Regions from separate parts of the Mus musculus genome. Here all the other regions are linked to region 3. The links are chromatin contacts, called in public Hi-C and promoter capture Hi-C maps. All regions are on one chromosome and are shown on one strand. Each heading gives the region's core, a stretch centred on a gene start, on an enhancer-like site or on the middle of the called end of the contact. The rest is flanking DNA. Distances are from core to core; before and after follow the strand shown.

Evidence for each region. Promoter capture Hi-C pulls out the DNA fragments that hold promoters and counts their contacts. Hi-C and Micro-C count contacts between places; a contact is called where the count stands out from the background.
Region 1: a Hi-C map of the N1E-115 cell line shows a contact between it and region 3, with 4 times the contacts expected there. The contact joins two enhancer-like sites. A contact is called at or near these places in 4 of 39 promoter capture datasets (cranial neural crest, liver, maxillary cranial neural crest and 1 more), 2 of 484 Hi-C or Micro-C datasets (the HPC-7 cell line and the N1E-115 cell line) and 7 of 115 datasets of contacts at active chromatin or transcription factors (craniofacial prominence, embryonic basal ganglia, embryonic hindbrain and 4 more).
Region 2: a contact with region 3 is called in a promoter capture Hi-C map of neural stem cells. The contact joins the promoter of Edn3 here to the enhancer-like site in region 3. A contact is called at or near these places in 16 of 39 promoter capture datasets (the 3T3-L1 cell line, the HPC-7 cell line, cranial neural crest and 10 more), 9 of 484 Hi-C or Micro-C datasets (the HPC-7 cell line, LSK cells, bone marrow-derived macrophages and 5 more), 12 of 115 datasets of contacts at active chromatin or transcription factors (T-cell acute lymphoblastic leukemia, craniofacial prominence, embryonic basal ganglia and 8 more) and 2 of 9 other capture datasets (embryonic stem cells and macrophages).

What each region holds. Positions count from the first base shown.
Region 1 is chr2:174,808,143-174,811,182 of GRCm38.p6, reverse strand. No RefSeq gene overlaps it. Among named protein-coding and RNA genes, the nearest start is that of Gm14616, 46 kb to the left of the region's middle. Within about 2 kb of position 1,687, at least 18 of the 459 cell types and tissues checked have an H3K27ac peak or open chromatin away from gene starts, as enhancers often do. A contact at or near this core is called in the HPC-7 cell line and the N1E-115 cell line, where this site is marked.
Region 2 is chr2:174,758,764-174,761,974 of GRCm38.p6, reverse strand. Edn3 (endothelin 3) reads right to left here and starts at 1,356. Exons shown (of 5, transcript NM_007903.5): 1 at 957-1,356; 2 at 150-462. The coding sequence starts at 1,008.
Region 3 is chr2:174,311,026-174,313,924 of GRCm38.p6, reverse strand. The region is part of intron 1 of Gnas (GNAS (guanine nucleotide binding protein, alpha stimulating) complex locus); the gene reads right to left. Among named protein-coding and RNA genes, the nearest start is that of Gnas, 15 kb to the right of the region's middle. Within about 2 kb of position 1,599, at least 36 of the 459 cell types and tissues checked have an H3K27ac peak or open chromatin away from gene starts, as enhancers often do. A contact at or near this core is called in the HPC-7 cell line, the N1E-115 cell line, embryonic stem cells and 2 more, where this site is marked.

The DNA.
Region 1 (3,040 bases), core at 438-2,937, 500 kb before region 3:
GTAAAGGGTATCGGGCCCATGCAATGCCACTGTTAACACCGCCACACCTTCACCGCTCTGATGGACAGCTCCCTCTCACACTGTGAACCTTAGACAACCTGTACCTCTTAAGTTGCTTCTTTCCAGGTGTTTGGGCACCCGAGAAAGCCAATATACAGCCAGAAAAGGCAAAAAGTACTGCTGGATTTTCTCCCAAATAGAAGCAAACACTTGGAAATGGTGGCATGCAGTGATTGAATAAGTAAATGGGCAGGGAGAAGACACACAGTCCACATGATCTCAGCAGTGTGCGCAGACATTCTGTCCACAAGGATTCTAAGAGAAGTTGTTTTCCTCCTGGGGCCTCGTGGTGATCTCCTTCTCAGAGCACTGACCTCATTCAGGCCAGATCTGCCTGGGTGTGTGAGGCCCGAGGAAAGGGAAGGGTGTCATAGGCTCGGGGAGCTGAGTGGGCTAGGACCGAAGCAAGGGAAGAGTGCCTTGTAGAGGCAGCATCCAGAGGACCAGAAACATGACTCAAGACAGGAAGTATGGTAGGACAATGAGAGAAAGACACCAGTGGTGACACACCCACACACAGGTGTGAGGGATGACTCTGGAAACCCCCAGACAGCCAGGCTCTGGGGATAAATTGCAAGAGATCCTAACCCTCCTGTGGAGGAACTGAAGAAGGGGGATTCAGCACCCATCAGCTCTCCCAAGAGATGACAACACTCTTGCCATCTCTTCTTGCATGTGGCAGGACCAGACATGGGCTTCCATAAGGCTTCACATTCAGGCAATGAGCTGCTGTCATGGTTTGTGTCATCAAATATCCTGATTTGAATTTGTGTTTCAACCTCAGTGGCTCATCAAATAGCTGTTTTTTGTTGTTGTTTTGTTTTGTTTTGTTTTGTTTTTTAAATCCTGAAGGCCATCAGGATGCTGAAGTAGAATCTGGAGGTCAGCAAACCTATCACTTGCCTAAGTCACTTGCCTCTCTGGCCCTAATGTTGCCTAAGTATTGGAAACTCTGCCCCACACCATTTCTTTGGGATTTCCAGAACCCTGCAGACATAAATAATGTCTATTCCACCCAATCACAAGGCAGTGTTTGTTCCATAAAGTTTGTCTTGGGGAAACTATGTGTCTGTAGTGTTTGTGTGAGAGAGAAGTTGCCTGCAGGAGCGTGGGGGATGCTAAAGCAGGCACACCTCCCAGTCTTCATCCAGCAAGGAGGGCAGCTTTCTTCCTCTGACCCTCTCCAGACTATGTACCCTAGCATCTCCCGAGACACCCAGGCCATGGGCAATTAGGACAACATTTTGTACAAAAGACTAAGAAGCGTGGCTGCAGACTCAGGTGAGGATCCAATGACCTCAACCCCTCCCCCCGCCCCCCAGGAAATATCAACAGTCAACAAATCCGATCAATCATGGAGCCCAGCAGCCATAGTCCATCTGATGGGCCGTTGTGCTTGGAGGACCACATTCCACAACACACGGGATAGTAGCAGAGGGGGCTCAGACTCTATTCGGGGGTCTCTCTGCTTCAGAATATATCATCCATCAGATGTGCTGGGCCGCTGGCCTGTCCATTTGCCACTCGACTTGATGCCATTAAGAAAGTCTCTAGATGGATCATTGTTTGGCTGGCTCTGGAATCCAACAGGCTCTGACCCCACATCTGGAAGCTGTCAACCTACAGCTGCCCCACCCCCAATCTGATCTCATTAATCTTGAAACAACAAGGGAGGGGAGACCATCTGTACCAGGATGGTTTACATTGGAAGTTAATTCTCAAAAGCATAGCTTTTCTGACCACCAAAGGGTGTATCAGTCAGACGAGGGCTAAGACAAGAGAGACTCACATCTTCTTTAGTCCAGGGACCCTGCCCCAGGCATTGTCAGTCACAGAACAACACACTGTTATTAAAGCCCCTTTGAAGAGATAATACTCCTCACAGATGGGCAGGTGTGAGACACTGATGTCAACGTGTCCTTTCTTTTGAACCTTCATCTTAGGTTCAGCCATCACCCCAAAGCAAGAACCCTAGATCCTAGGACAAAGCCCTCATCTTGGTGACGCAAACACCTCTTTACTCTTCCACACCTGCGAGTTCTATTGAAATCTCTCCTGCATAGCTTCCCCTGCATTCCAAGGTTGCACCCTGACCCCTTTCCATTGCCTGGCTTGCTCCCCATCTTCTACAACCAGCAGGTCACCCACAGTTCTGTCTCTGTGACCACTGCATCATAAACATTCAGCACCATTTGGTCTGTGCACCTCCTGGCCACAGGGCTTTTGCACCTCCTGACCACAGGGCCTTTGCACCAGCTATTGTTGCTGCTTGGCACCTCTGACTTTCTTGGCTGCCTTTCCAGTCACAAAGACAGGGGCATCAGTTCCACTGGCTCCCCTCCTCTAGACCCTATGCTATCACATATCTCCAAGAGCAATCCTTATCACAATGGCCATCTGGTGGGAAACCCTTCTCTTTCTGCTGAGCACAGATCAGCAGGTATGCACACATGCTTCCTTACAAGCAGTACAGGCCACTGCATTTGCAGGTCCCGTACAAAATGAAAGTGTAGGGGGTCTTTGCCCAAAATTATGGACACCATAGTGAAGAACAAGCCTAGTGTGAGGATACCTCAGAACCAGGTTCTGCGTGAATGCACAGGCCACCCATTCCAATGGAACCCCTGTCAGGGTCCTAAACCTTAGCTGTGAATTTAGGTCTTGTGACATCAACATCTACCTATGCACTCTAACACATTGTCCAGCCTTCAGTGGCTTGAAACAACAGTGAAGAATCCGCTCACGCTGTGAAGGTCACAGTCCACACGAACACTTAACTCATTGGCTCTCCAGCCCTGCTGTGATGCTCTTGGAGTCTGCTGGGAAGAATGGGAATCTGAGCATTCTATTGACTTGGGTCACAAGACTGAGGTTGAAGTCTTTGCTGGCAGTCCCTTAGGGCCTGATCAGGTCCTAGCAGCTGTCCGTAATTCACACCCAGGTGGCATTTGTCTTCAGAGCCAGAACAGGCATTGTCGAG
Region 2 (3,211 bases), core at 107-2,606, 450 kb before region 3:
GCTGCCTGGAGCCACTGCAGGAGCTGAATGCTGCACTGTGGTAGATTCAGGGATCTGAATGAGGTGGGCTGAGGTCTGAGCAAAAACCCCTGAAGCCTTAGGCCTGGCACAGAGCCACACTCCTCCCCCAAACCCCTAGGCCAACTCACTCAGGAGTGTTAATCCAGATGATGTCCAGGTGGCAATAGTAGACACACTCCTTGTCCTTGTAAGTGAAGCACGTGCAGCGGCGAGGGCGGTGGTGTGCAGGCAGCCCCTTGTCCTCTTGTTTCCCAGACCTGCCTGGTGCCCGTTCCTGCCCAGCGCTTTCAGGCTGTGCAGGCAGTGCAACTGTTGGGGACACAATCCTCTCACCAGGGCCAGCCACAGTCTCTTCACAGCCCCTCTCTGATCCAGCTTCAGGGGGACCCTGGGACACACTGGCTCTGCCAGAGTCCCCAGACTGGGGGCAAGGCACAAGTCCTGCAGGAGGAGGATTGAAGGGCTCCTAAGCTGCTGACACAGAGTTCTTGGCACCCACTACCCCGCCCCCCAAACCAGAATGAGACTCAACCAAACTTCTGCAATGTCTGGAGGAGGCTGGTTGCATTTTCCCCAAGTCTCCAAACTAAGCCAAATGCCTTAAAAAGTTTACAAAGCTCCGTGCACATTCAGTAAAAACTTGAGAGTTATTGCAGTCCCTGTGAAATCTGAAAGCTATTTGTTCTTCACTGGGTAAAACTCAAAAAAATTTTTGTATAGTCTCTGAAAAGTGCCCAAAGAAAGTCTCCCAAACTGAAAACCCCCAGACCCAGTGGAAGTTATCGCTATGTCTTCAGGCCCTTCTACCCGCCCCTGGGAGACTTCAGGGTGTAAAGCCAGACTTATCAGCTTCCCCGCAACACAGACCCGCGCCTGGCTTCCTTTTGTGTGCACTCCCGCGTGGAGAGGAGCGCCGCCCCGCCCCTCCCGCTTACCTGCAGCGGAGGTCACTGTGAGCCCGAGAAGGAGCCACAGCCCCGGCTCCATGAACCCCGATCAGGCGCGGGAGCACCGGGCCTGGAGGGTGGCCGCTTGTGACCGCAAAAGGGTAGTGAGACTGGCTACAGCTTTCGAGTCCTGTCGCTGCCTGAGCTGCGCGTCCCGGCTCAGAGTTACTTGGCTGAGGCGGTCACGAACTTTCAGAGCGCGCTGCCCATCCCTGCGCAGGGCTGGCCGGCTGTGGCTCAGGCTTTTCTGGCTCCCGCACCACCCCCTTCGCCTCCCCGCCCCTCCGAGGGGCTGGAACTGCCGCGCTGGGCCTTTGAACCCGGGGCTCACGGGGGTCGCTTTGCAAGCGCAGGGGGGGAGCTGACCAGAGGCGCATTCGCCCCAGGCTTACCCAGGGGTAGAGAGAGGCGGGGACGCCGCGCTCCCCGTGGGTGGATGGGGTAGGGTGAAGGCCCGAACAGCTGCTTGAAGGCCACACTCTGCCGGTGCTCACACTGCTCACTTACACATAGACTCACACTTGAAACCCCCTGCCCAGCCCAAAGCAACCTCACCCCCACCCCAAGAGCACCAAGACCATGAAAGGGCTGCACAGAAGGGCTGCTGGCTTCTTGTTCCTTTGAAGTCAGTCTAAAGGAAAAGTTCTATTCACCAATGGTCTTACCCTTGCCGAGGGCCCTTGTGCCACGGCCCTGGGTGTACTTTACTCTTCTGATTCATGGGTGCCCGAGCCAGCTCCCTGACTCTGGAAGATCTAAGTGACAGGTGGGGCTGTAGGACCAGAGCAAAGTCACAAAGATTCCACTCAACGTGAGTTAGCGGTTTCGGGGGAGCCCTATTTCCTCACTGGCCCCTTTAGTGAGGGGCCTCTCTCCAAAAGTCATACAAGTGTTGCTTTTCAGGGCACTGCGGTAGTTTAATGAGTCTACAAACCTTTGACTATTGTCATAAAATGTGGGTTTCAAAGCCATTCCTCCCCCTGCCAATATTTCTAATGATTGGCATTCTAAAAAGTAGAATCCAAAGAGGTGGCCCAGGTGGCTCTCATGAGGCAAGCCATGAAAGGGGTACACTTGTCATTAGAAGAAGCCCCAACCAGTCAGGCAAAGTGGTCCCATGGGGAATCCTATGTGAAGGGAAACTGAGGCCTCACAGCAAATGAGAAAGCAGATGGTAAGTAGAAAGAGACTAATGCCCCTGCCTCCAAGGAGTCCAGCTAAAGGCCAGTTGGTTTGAACTGCTGTGTGTCGCAAGACACTTTAGACTGAAGGCTCATACACAGAAAGATACTGCTCCCAGTTCTGAGGTCTTGGACGTCCAAGTATGTCCGGTGTCTATCATGGCTCATGGATGGCTCTTCTTTAATGGTGGATTGTGGTAGAAGGCCACGGTGCTCCGGTTAGCTATTACCACCTGACACCTCCAAGGTGCCACCTCCTAACAATCATCTTGGATTTCACCAGGTCAAGAGAAGTATCTATTATTCTCTCTTTCCTTGCCATTAAAATACCCATCTGCCATCGTCGAGGGCACTGACAGCCCAGTTGTCTTCACTGGTCTCTGTGGGTGTGGCCAAAGCAAACACTGCCTGGATGGACGTGTGCCCTGGGTCTTCACTCCAGCTGAGATAAGGAAGGTTAAAGGTGGAGAATCAGGGTTAAGAGTAAAAGACACTGTACAGAGGGCAGAGAGGAGGCAGGTGGCCCTCAGGGGAGGCAGAACTCTGGTCTTTTTTTTTTTTTTTTTTTTTTTTTTTTGGTTTTTCGAGACAGGGTTTCCTCTGTATAGCCCTGGCTGTCCAGGAACTCACTTTGTAGACCAGGCTAGCCTCGAACTCAGAAATCCGCCTGCCTCTGCCTCCCGAGTGCTGGGATTAAAGTCCTGTGCCGCAATGCACTCTGGTCTTTAAAGTGACTTGGATACATTGTAGAAATTCCAGAGGCCTTTTCTTTCCTATTCTGCTCTTGTTGCTGTTCCAAAAGAACAGTGGGGCCGTTCTCAATAATGTTCTAGCCAGCACTACTCTCTCTGTGGCCAAGGAGAGCAGTCAGTGGCTGGGCTCTGGGCAGGACTGGAGTCCAGCTGGGACTTAATGACATTGTACTCTACTCTTAATTGTGTGCTCATTGTTTATTTATGGCAATCAATGCTGGCTTTCCTTGTGTGGTAGAGATAGAACATTCCTTTCTAAATTAATTTTGTTAAATCAAAGAGAAGTAATCTGAATTGGAACATGATGTAA
Region 3 (2,899 bases), core at 350-2,849:
GCCAAATTCTTGGGGCCATCAACCTACAAAATTCTCAGGATTTCCTTAATCTCTGAAATGCATGTTCAGTGGACAAAGTGCTCACGTCCACCCATAGGACTGCCCTGGCTTTGTTCTGGATAATTATTGAAACAAAGGACTCACAAAGATAGAGTGGGTTGTTTTTTTGTTTTGTTTTGTTTTTCTGTTTCTGACAAAAAAGGTCCATGGTGTGCCAGATTGCTTAAAACAAAATAGAACAAAACCACTCAGTGGGCGAAGCATGTGGAAACACTCAGAAAATCAGGTTGTGGCAGAAGGGGTGTGTGTGTAGGGGGGGGGGGGGGAGAGCCTAACGTGACAATTAAACAAAATCATTTGGATTCAGGTAAGAAACTCTGAAGAAAGCAAATGGGGCCTGTTGGGACAGAGAAGCCAGTGGCCAGACCCCACAGGGCCATGGTGACATCCTGGATCCACCACCAGCCTCCTGGTTGCTGCTTTCCCAAGTGGGTCTTGAAATCTAGTCACCCTCTGAGCCTTCTCTTTTCTTCCTCCTTGTTTAATTAAGCCCAGCCAAGCCTCGATGTGCTCAATTCCTGTTCACTGATAGCCGTCCATCTCTGCTTGGGCAGCGATCACTACTCGAAACCCTGATGTTCTCCAAGACTTGAAGTTTCCCTAGGGCAGGGACTTCATCTGGACTAGAGCACTGACATGGCAAAGTCTTTACTTCTGCTCTCTCTCCTCTCCCTTGGCTTGACTCTTCTTCTCATACATCATTCTGGGGCTTCTTTTTCTCATGCCCTTTGTACCCCTCTCTCCCCTTTCCCTCCCACCACCCAACAATAAAGAACTAGCTAAGGGAAGTGATCTTACTGACAAGTAGTTCTTAAGGCCCCATAGACTTCAAAAGCTCAGAAAAAAAGGAAGCAAGGGGGGGAGAGGAATCCAGACTCCTTTCCCCTGTTTCCTACCAGAGTGAGAAGGTTAAACTAAGTCAAGGATCTGTGAAGAGATGGCAGAAGGAGGGAACTGGCCTCTGTACATACGCCTGGGGTGGGGGAAGCCAAATAAAGAACCCTGGGACCCATGGTTAATAAATACTTCTTAGCTACACATCTGGGTGAGGAGCCAGAGATAAGGACACTCACAACAGGGCAGGGGCTGGAGTGAGGTTTGGGGCTGGGGGTCAGGGCTAGGGGCGGGGTTATAATCTTATGACTTCATTTTAACAATAACATTACTCCTAAAAGAAAAAGGGCCAGGCCAACTCTGAGGCATGGGAAAGTTTTCAGTCCTGTGGGAAGTGAAAGTGGGCATTGTGTCCCCAGACGGGATTAGGGGCTCTAGGAGGGTGAGGTACCTGTTAAGGCAAGGATTTGTGTGCTTGGAGTTGGTCTGAGAAAGAACGCCATCAAATCACAGCAGATCAAAACTTCATCCCCTCCAGTGTGTTCAAACTAAGTGCCCAGGGACCCAAGACAGGATGATCCCTCCTCCCCACCCACCCCCACCTTTGAAATATGGGGCGGTTTTCTGTTTAGGTTGTCTACATTTGATCTAGAGAATTCTACCAGTTCCCACATTTGCAAGCAGACCCAGCTATTCTGAGCTCTTTGCTGACCTCTGGTGGGTAGGCCCATCGGTACTAGAACAGGCTGCTTACCTATACCCATATCACTAACACCTGGGGACAGCCTTGAAGTTCACATATCAGAAGCCCTGAAAGTGGGGGTAAAGAATCAAAAAAGAAAGAAAGAAAAAGAAAAAGAAAAGAAAGAAGGAAAGAAAGAAAAGAAATGGAAAAAAACACCCTTTTAAACCTTCAGGAAAAGAAAACAAAAGATAAACAAAAGCGGGCAAGAGAGAAGGAAAGTTGTAACAAAGTTTGAAAAGAATTGACTAGCAGAGTACAGAAATGTTAGCCTGAACTAATATTTTGTATCTTATTTCTCTGATTGTTACATTTTAGAAGAGAAATAGAAGAAGCTATGGAGAATGAAGTACTAAGGCTGGCCTTAGTGGCCGAGGGTAAGTTCCCAGCAGAGTCTGCAGCCCCTTCTAGGAAGGCCCATGTACCTTCCTCAGTAGCTGTGGAGGAGGCAGGGCAGTGGGATCAGGGCAAGTACAAAGCACTGTCTTTGGGACCTAGTCCTTATGTATGCATTTCTTTTCCAGCCCTTGGCTGGGTGAAAAGGGATGAACTTTGTGACCTCTGCTGCTACACAAGATAGCTCCAGGCAGGGGACCCAGAAATAGTCATTTGTTAAAGGACAAAAGATGGCCTAAGATGTTTTTCCTACACCACCTGCCATTTTGGTAAGGACAAAGGTGTGTGTGTGTGTGTGTGTGAGAGAGAGAGAGAGAGAGAGAGAGAGAGAGAGAGAGTGTGTGTGTGTGTGTGTGTGTTATACCTGGGGGGAGCAGAGATGCTAACCAACACCTTCTATTTAAAAGTTCTCCTAACAGAATTAAAAGATTCTAAACTGGGAAAGAACCCCACCCCCAACCTTTTCCCCAAAAGACAGAAGGATGTTTAGGGTCTCAGAACTGTTCCTGGCAGAAGGAGAGCTTAGCACTGTTACACAGAAAGCCAAAGCGGGGGGGAGAGAAGGGGCTTCCAGGTTTGCACCCCACTGTATTTTATCTTTCTGACCTCCTAAGGTCTACAAAGTGGGGATACTTGTCACCAGATATCAATTGCTGTCCTGAAACCTTAAACAAAAAGCAACAACAACAACAAAAAAAACCCAAAACAACACATTCTTAGGCCTGGGGCGGAGCTACGTCCCTGGGAAGGAAGATAAAGGGAGGGGGCTGCCTGAAGCAGGCGCAGGCTTGAATTTTCTAACACCAGGCTCTCAATTGTAAACTCGGAGCGCCATCTGCCAGCCAGTTCTGAACAGCCCTCCTTTGT